Regions from separate parts of the Mus musculus genome. Here all the other regions are linked to region 1. The links are chromatin contacts, called in public HiChIP or PLAC-seq maps. All regions are on one chromosome and are shown on one strand. Each heading gives the region's core, a stretch centred on a gene start, on an enhancer-like site or on the middle of the called end of the contact. The rest is flanking DNA. Distances are from core to core; before and after follow the strand shown. Region 1 overlaps Celsr1 (cadherin, EGF LAG seven-pass G-type receptor 1). Region 2 overlaps Gramd4 (GRAM domain containing 4). Region 3 holds the start of Gramd4 (GRAM domain containing 4).

Region 1 (2,569 bases), core at 52-2,551:
CTCAGGAAAAAAGAGCAGACCCTGCTACCTCCTAGGCATGGCTTCCTGGGCCATCCTAGACCCAGTCCTCTTGATGAACCTGGTGGCTTTCCTGTAGGGTCACAGTAGCACAGGGTTGGATCCGATGAACCAGGACCAAACCTCCTTGCCACCCTCCAAGGCCAGATATTATTCCTCCCAGAGCGGGCATGGATATGGGATTCATCTCCCAGGCGTGGACATGGGAGGCCCGTTCGAAGGCTCAGCAAGCTGAGACTCATTTTGGGGTCCTGTAGGTGTGCCTTCTCAAGGTCTGGATAGAGAAAAGTAGTCAACAGCTTCGAGCCACTCCCTGCTGCTAAGCACGGCATGCAGCTCACTGAGAGGCCAAGGCTCACTTCTGACTCGGCCCCTGCTGGCATGAGAGCTTTCCAGGCACCAGGGGGGCACAGAGCAGGCAAATGCACCCCAGGAGGACAGTGTGTGGTGGCAGGGGCTTGGCACGGTGCCCAGGTTTTCTGAGTTTTATCTAAACTCCCATTCGTATCTCCAGGTGAGGCCGTTTATCTCCCAGAAGCCTGACAGGCTGAAATGATTTAGTGTGTGTTTGTTCTGTTCTGGAAAAGCGAGTATGTTTAGTGTAGAAGCGTGTCCACACAACCCCGCCAGATCCTATGGTTGATTTCCTGCCCTTTTTCAAATGGCGGTTTTTTGTTTTGTTTGAGGTTTATTTGTTCATCATTTAAAGCAACAGCCAGCCAGCCTTCCCACCCTCCTCCTCCTCCTCCTCCAGCTGAGCCAGCCCCACTTTCCACTGCGGAAATGGCGTATGGGGATGGGGGGGGGGATCCAGCTCAGGCTTGCCCCCTCACAGCTGGCATTCTGAGATGCCAGCAGAGAGCATGCCCCAGCTGTAGCCCTGTTTCTGTCTTCAGCTTTGCAGTGTAGGTGACAAGTGTGCGTGCTCACATAGGTCCCTTGCACTGTCCGGGTGTTATCTCTGGAGAGCATGTGACCCTTGGAGGCTGACCTGGCATCAGGTGGTTCTGTCAGGGTACCCTCCAGCCTGTGCTCTGTTGCCTTTCCTCAGAGTGCGGTGACCTGGTATTTGAACATAGTCACATCTAGGATGAGGTTGAGTTTATGGCTCTCCTCCTATGTCTGTGAATCTGTGGGAGTGAGGTGGGGGGGGGGGCGGTGCTTTCCTCTGGGAAGATACAGGGTTATGGTCAAGGGCAGAACATTGGACTACAGCTGCCAGTGTGGGCCCCATGCATGGGTGTGCCAGTCAAGGGTGGACTTTGGTGAGGATGTGGCCAGCTGTGGGGTTAGATTGTGCTTGTGGCCAGGGTGACTTTTGCCTAGTTGTGGGTGGGGTCAGTTGCAGCTGTGGTTAATGGTGTGGGTAAGCTGTGGGTGTGGCCTGGGTTTTTCCAGGTGGCCAGTGTGAACAGGGCCAGGTTTTCCCCTTCCTCTCTGTCCCCTCTCATTTTCTACCCTGCCTGGCTTAACTTCCTGCTGGGAAACCTACCGTTATCTTCCAGCGGGCTAGCCTGGAAGCTCTGTCTAGGCCTTGACTCCCAAAAGGCCCATGAGCAGCTGCCCTTGGGCTACATCTTCAAGTCTCATTGTGGAACATCTCAGGCTGGGTTTATATGAATGCCTCCCTAGGCTAAACTCTGGGAGCTCAGTGTCCCTTGTCCCTTGTCCTTTTTCCCATGACCTTGTTCCTGACACTGCTGGGTCTTCTGTACACCAGCAGGCAGAGCTGGCTTCCTTGCTGACTCATTCCTCAAGGAGATGCGTGCTGTCCTTCAGCCCACGTGCCGCATTCTCATTTGTAGCACATGGCCTTTGGCCTGACACATAGCACTGTCTGGCTAAGGGCAGATGGGTAGAAGAGTCTCCTCCTTCTGTGGTCTTGGACCCGCAGAAAACATCAAGACATTGTTCCTACTGGACAGAGAGGCCCCTGGAAGAAGTGCTCCCTAGAACCCCGGCTGCACCTACTGGCTAGCATTTCTGGGAACATAGGCTGAGGTCTCAGCCCGGGAGCTTTTGGCCTGAGCAAATGCCACTCCATAGTGTTTTTAAAATAAAAACTTGAAGTAGGGCCTGGTGAGATGGCTCAACAGTTAAGAGTATTGGCTGTGTTCTTCCAGAGGTCCTGAGTTCAATTCCCAGCAACCACATGGTGGCTCATGACCCTCTATAAGAGGATCTGATGCCCTCTTCCTGGCCTGCAGGTATACATGCAGCAGAACACACATACATTAAAAACAAACAAACAAAAACAAACTGGGGCTGGAGATGGCTCAGCGGGTAAGAGCACTGACTGTTCTTGCGAAAGTCTTGCGATCAAATCCCAGCAACCAAATGGTGGCTCACAACCATCCGTAATGAGATCTGATGCCCCCTTCTGGCGTGTCTGAAGACAGCTACACTGTACTTAGATATAATAATAAATATTAAAAATCAAATATTTAAAAATTAGAACAAGCTCACAAAAATATTCTCAAAAAAAAAAAAACAAAACAAAAACAAAAACAACAACAACAAAAAAAAACTAGTGCTTTGCCCATCCCCTGTT
Region 2 (2,569 bases), core at 39-2,538, 170 kb before region 1:
CCCTGACTCTGGCTTTAAACAGCTTCCCAGCTGAAGAGCCCATGAGCTACCAAACCAGGTTCCTTCCTTCCAGTCACTTCCAGTTTTCTTAGCTTGGCTCAGCTGATATCAGAGGCCATGCCTGAGACTCTCACGCTGATCGGGCAAGCCCTGAATATGTTCCGACCGGCATTGCCAGCACAGCACTGCTATCAAATATTTTATATCTAAACCAGTACTCACCAGGGAGATGGTTCCTGCCAGCCTGGCAGCCCTCAACCCCTGGGCACCCCTCACTTGTAGCCACTGCTTTAAAACTCAGTCTCAGCCAGGTGGGCGGTGGCTCACGCCTTTAATCCTAGCGCTCAGGAGGCAGAGGGATGTGAATCTCTGAGTTCGAGGCCAGCCTCTGCTACAGAGTGAGTTGCGGGACAGTCGGGGTTTACACAAAGAAACCCTGTCTCAAAACAATAATAACAAAAACTAAACTAAACCAAACCAAAAAACTCTCAAGTCCCATGGACAGGAGAAAAATTTTAAAGCAAGTTGCAAAGCCCTCTGGGTACAACTGAAGCCTACAACACAGGTAATCTGAAAGCCGCATGCTGCAATCAGAGCTGTCTTAAGGCACAGTCTTCAGGGTAGCCCACAGGCAAAGTGGTAGGAAGACAAGTGTTCCTGGGAGTGCTACAGTCTGAGAGGACTTCAAGGGAGGCTCCAGCCAGTCAGTAAAGATAAAGTGTGTGAGTGTGCCACTGCTTGGGGACATTAAAGATCCTACTAGGTGTTCTGGGTGCACCTACTATGTGCCAGGCATGCTGCTTTTTTTTTTTTTTTTTTTTTAATCATCCTTGTTTGAGACAAGATCTCATGCTGGAGCCAAGGCTGGCTTGTAATTCACTATGTACCCAGGTTAGCTCCAAACTAGCAGCCATTCTCCTGCAGCAGCCTCCAGAGTGCCAGGATTGTAGACATGAGTTTTAGGTACACTTGATTTTGGGGCTGAGGTCCAGACAAGTAGAGGGTGATATTGCTGGAGCTGTGAATGCTAGACTCAGGAGGGAGAAGAGTGTCCCTAGCCTGAGGGACAGACAGTGACAGCCCAGGACGACAACTCCACTGAGGTTAAAAAAAAAAGTCAGCTGGTGGATATGCAGGGAAGGCAGTGTGGCCAGTGTCCTCTCAACAGAAAAAAACAGAGAGGAAATGGCAGGGAAATCTTATTAAGAATCATCTCATTTCAAGCACAGTATGGGGTGCCAAGTGACCTGTGACTCAGAGAGGTGACAAGGCGGTGGTCAAGACTCAGGAAATGAGCACAGGTCGTGGAGATGGAAACCAGCAGGCAGCTCTGGGTTCATCTGGGAGGCTCTGCCCAATTGCATGGGGCAGCAGAGGTAGCAGGAACTGGCCACAGGTAATTAGCCCCTCCAGCCTTCAACGATGCCAGCCATGCTCCCCTGAGGATAAGCGACCTGCTTGGCACTTCCCAGGCCACACCTCAGTGAAGCCCATGGACAGCAGCTGGGTTCCAGGCTCCTCATCTCTGTCTCTAGGCGTGACACACACTAAGAAAAAAACCCTGGAACTTTCTACGCTGACTACAGAGGCCTTCCTTTCTTAAGAGATGAAGAAACAGGAATCAGGGAGGAAAGATACGGCCATCACATGGTAGAAGATGGAATCTGGTCTTGCTGCTCTAGTCCTCTTCTGGGGCCCCTGCCAGGATGTGAGCCCGGGAATGAGGCAGGGTGAGTGGAGGAACTGAGGGGCCTGTTTCCAGGCAGTTGTGCTGCTGGTGGTGGTGGCAGTGTGTGTGCATTCGTGTGTGTGTGTGTGTGTGTGTGTGTGTGTGCATGTGCATGTGCACAGACACAACCACAGGGGATCATGGAGAACAGCAGGAAGACAGTCCCTCTAAGATTGAAAAGACCCAGTGACCCAGCGAGCTGACCTCTGAATCCACGTACAAGAGAATGGAATCAGCAGTCGGGGCTGAGGTGTCCACAAACCTCTGCTCAAAGCACCTACGGAAGCACACCTGGCCATCCTTGGGCTGTCCCGTCACAGCGGACCCTGTGGAGAGCTACAGCGATGCAGGTGCCCCTCTTCTCCGTCCTCCTTCTCGTAATTTTTCTAAGTGAGCATGTGCTGTGGGTGCTGGCTGACGTGGAGTGGGGTTGTCATGGACATTATTCAGTAAGTTAATAAATATCTTTAAAGTCTTTTTGCTTTAACTTCTGGTACGAGAGGCAGCCATCGACACAACCCACATAAACACAGCCTGGAATGTCTTCAGCCCCCGAAGGCTGTGAGGGAACCAAGATGGAGGTGGGGACGAAGCAGGAAGGAGTGGGAGGCGGTAGTGGGAGGCGGTAGGGGCGGAAGGCAGACTCGGAGGCCTCCCGGATAGACACCAGGCAACCAGTGGACAGCCTGCCCGTGACCTCTGACCTGCCACTAGGTCTTGGAGGACCGAAGCAGGTCCTACAGGGAGCTATATCTAGGCATAATCTGGAAGAGGAGCCGGGTCAAGAGAGTCTCACTTTAAAGAGAAGGTCAGAGGAGACCCAGAACACCACATGTCACA
Region 3 (2,569 bases), core at 31-2,530, 150 kb before region 1:
GAAACTGAGGCAGGGCTGGTTTTGTGACAGTGCCTTGCCCGATCTCACAGAACAGGTATCCGAGATAAACTAACTTCCAACTGTCCTTTATTTCAAACCCTACAGAGCCTGGACCATGACCCCTCCTTCTGAACCTGGCCCTAAAGCAAGCTCCTACCTGGCTGGGGTTCAGCGAAATTGAGGATTGGGGGGGGGAGTGCGTTAAGACTCAGCACCTTTAATTTTGTCCCTAATCTACACAAGGCAAGGCAGGAAGGGAACCCACTCTGAACAAGGTCCCCCCAAACTGAATCTCTCTTATCTCTGAAAATGGGAAGTTCCAAAGAGTACAAGGTTCTGCCTCTGGCCCTAGAAGCCTGCTTCTTACCCTGGCCACGGGTAGGAAGGCCACAGGGGAACCAACATCCAGACTAGTCAGTCCCTCTCCACCCTTCAGAGGTGCTGGTCCCGCTCTGGACAGATGAAGTCTTAGGTTAGGGACTGCCACACAGCACCCCACCTTAACGGTTGTATAAACACATAGGCCTAAGCTCCAGCCCAGGTGCCAACTGTCCCCAGAATCCCATAGGCTAATTCCAAATGAAAGGAAAAGATATAACAGAGAGCAGGGTGTGGAAAGGGAGCAAGCGTCCACAACTTTTCCCCGGGTCATCTGTTGGGCCACACCGGCCTGGACAGCCCTCCTCCTTTTCAGTCCTCCCCCACCACCAAGAGAGTGGGTCAGTAGGACGACATTTGCTGTGCCCTCATCCTGACCCCCCCGCTAGCGGCCTAGGCATGGTGACCCATCTAATGACTCCCCCACATCATAGTTTGGGCCCTGCGTCCCATCGACGTCTGCCTCTCGCCCACCAGGACCCTGACCCGCACAGCGCCCGTGGTACGCGCGAGGGGCGGCCGTGACGCGCGCCCCGGGAGCGTGTGTGCGGGGGCGCGCCCGCGCTGCTCCCCGAAGGGAGGGTCGCTGCTGTGGGCCACCGAGTGAGAGTGTGGGCACACGGGGTCGCGGCCCGGCAGCTAGGACAGAGCGTGGCCAGCGTCGCCCAGGTCCGTGTGGGAGTCCGCGTGCGCGCCGCTTACCCTGCGGGATGATCGGGGCCAACTCTCATCCACCCGCCGCCGCGGCGCCCCCCTGGCCGGCCACCCGGCCGCGCTGCACCTGCCGCCCTCCCGGGAGCCCAGCGGCGCCGGGGAGCGGGGACTACGCGGCCCCGCGGGTGCCGGCCACGAGCGCGGAGGCGGCGCCGCGTCGCGCGCTCACGTCCTGCTGCGCGGAGTCTGCGCGCCCCCCGACCGGGCCTGCGCAAGCCGCCGCCCCGCTCCGCCCCCTCGCCTCCCCGCCCTCCCTGCCCGGTGTGTGCGCGCGCGCGCGCCCGATCACGCGGCGCCGCCTTTGTTTGGGTGACCCACGTGGGTCCTCGCCGCGCGTGCCCACGCGCACGCGTGGCCGCCTGCCAGTCGCAGCCACGGGCACAACCGAGCACAAGGATACACTCCACTGTCACCTCTCTCCCGGCGAACTGGCTTGACGGTTACTGCCAAATGGAGACCCGCGCTTGGTGTAGAAATACTTGTCCTGGCACCGCCAGGCTGGACTCAGAGCACAGCTCCACACTGGGAAAAGGACATGGAACCTCCACCTGGAGGGCAGTGAGCAACTCCTCCCTTCTCTCCCACTCAGTACCTAACCAGGAATGCCACATACCTTTAAATGTCACCGTAGCGATAGGAAGCCTACTTTAGCTCTAGTACTATCTTAAAGGAAAAGAGATCCTCCAGGAGTCACTTCCCCCGTTTTGACTCGCCTTTCAAAAACCAGGGTTGACAAGGACCCAGAAAGATAACTAATGAACCTGGTAAAAGACCACACCCTCCAGAACCCCAGGCCCTAGCCTGGTTGGAGGACTGACCTGCAGCACCGTATGGGGTCTGACCTAGGAGGTCCACTGTAGGGTACGAGGGTGACTGTAGCAAACTCAGCATCAGCAAGTGGAGACAGCACATTAGACCTGTGACCACATGACCCGCTTGCACTGCGGGGCTTTGACGACCTCACCTCCAACCCTCTCAATCCAGAACTGTCCCCCACCTTATTATGTCTCAAGCACCCCAGGAGATTTGAGGAATGCTGAAGGACTCTGAAGCTTTCTGGGGGGTGGGGTGGGTGGGGGCAGGATTCAGGCCCCCTTTTGTCCTCCAGCATTGCCTACCTTCCAGACAGGCCTTTGTCCCAGGGTCTGGGGCTGGCATCCAGAGAGGCTCCTGTAGGTGAGCTCTCTCTCTCTCTGAATGCAGAGTGAGAAGCAATGCCCATGTGTAGCACAACATGAGGTCTGTCCAATGGCTCTTGGCTGGCAGTGTGAGATGCCAGGCTAAGCTGCCTGCAGGGCTTGGTCTTGGCAAGATGAGAGCTACTTTGGGCAGGAACCTCCTCTGAGTCACCTTTGTGCGGCATCCCAGCCCAATGCCACACCAATCTCGCTGGTTCCTCCTACCCCTGGCTTTCCCTGCTTCCTCTCTGTCCTACAGCAAAACCGGACTCTGGTCGTCGCCCCACCCCCACCGCCCC

Evidence for each region. HiChIP or PLAC-seq counts read pairs in DNA pulled down with a chosen protein or histone mark.
Region 2: a contact with region 1 is called in a FOXA1 HiChIP or PLAC-seq map of pancreatic cancer cells. The contact joins two enhancer-like sites. A contact is called at or near these places in 5 of 39 promoter capture datasets (the C10 cell line, the HPC-7 cell line, cranial neural crest and 2 more), 13 of 115 datasets of contacts at active chromatin or transcription factors (bone marrow-derived dendritic cells, embryonic basal ganglia, embryonic forebrain and 9 more) and 4 of 9 other capture datasets (adipose tissue, embryonic stem cells, liver and 1 more).
Region 3: a contact with region 1 is called in an H3K27ac HiChIP or PLAC-seq map of T-cell acute lymphoblastic leukemia, with 3 times the contacts expected there. The contact joins the promoter of Gramd4 here to the enhancer-like site in region 1. A contact is called at or near these places in 19 of 39 promoter capture datasets (the 3T3-L1 cell line, the C10 cell line, the HPC-7 cell line and 12 more), 3 of 15 datasets of contacts at CTCF or cohesin (CD8 T cells, the NIH/3T3 cell line and embryonic stem cells), 76 of 484 Hi-C or Micro-C datasets (2-cell embryo, the 3T3-L1 cell line, 3T3-L1-derived adipocytes and 49 more), 40 of 115 datasets of contacts at active chromatin or transcription factors (the 230-238 cell line, CD4 T cells, CD8 T cells and 29 more) and 6 of 9 other capture datasets (adipose tissue, embryonic tail, embryonic trunk and 3 more).

What each region holds. Positions count from the first base shown.
Region 1 is chr15:85,908,068-85,910,636 of GRCm38.p6, reverse strand. The region is part of intron 24 of Celsr1 (cadherin, EGF LAG seven-pass G-type receptor 1); the gene reads left to right. Among named protein-coding and RNA genes, the nearest start is that of Trmu, 30 kb to the right of the region's middle. Within about 2 kb of position 1,301, at least 53 of the 459 cell types and tissues checked have an H3K27ac peak or open chromatin away from gene starts, as enhancers often do. A contact at or near this core is called in the BV-2 cell line, the Ba/F3 cell line, the C2C12 cell line and 13 more, where this site is marked.
Region 2 is chr15:86,078,805-86,081,373 of GRCm38.p6, reverse strand. The region is part of intron 1 of Gramd4 (GRAM domain containing 4); the gene reads right to left. Among named protein-coding and RNA genes, the nearest start is that of Gm15722, 11 kb to the left of the region's middle. Within about 2 kb of position 1,288, at least 67 of the 459 cell types and tissues checked have an H3K27ac peak or open chromatin away from gene starts, as enhancers often do. A contact at or near this core is called in pancreatic cancer cells and trophoblast stem cells, where this site is marked.
Region 3 is chr15:86,057,473-86,060,041 of GRCm38.p6, reverse strand. It overlaps Gramd4 (GRAM domain containing 4), which reads right to left and starts at 1,280. Exons shown (of 19, transcript NM_001379572.1): 1 at 1,081-1,280. The coding sequence starts at 1,109. Gm41375 (a long non-coding RNA gene) reads left to right here and starts at 1,426. Exons shown (of 3, transcript XR_875536.2): 1 at 1,426-1,650.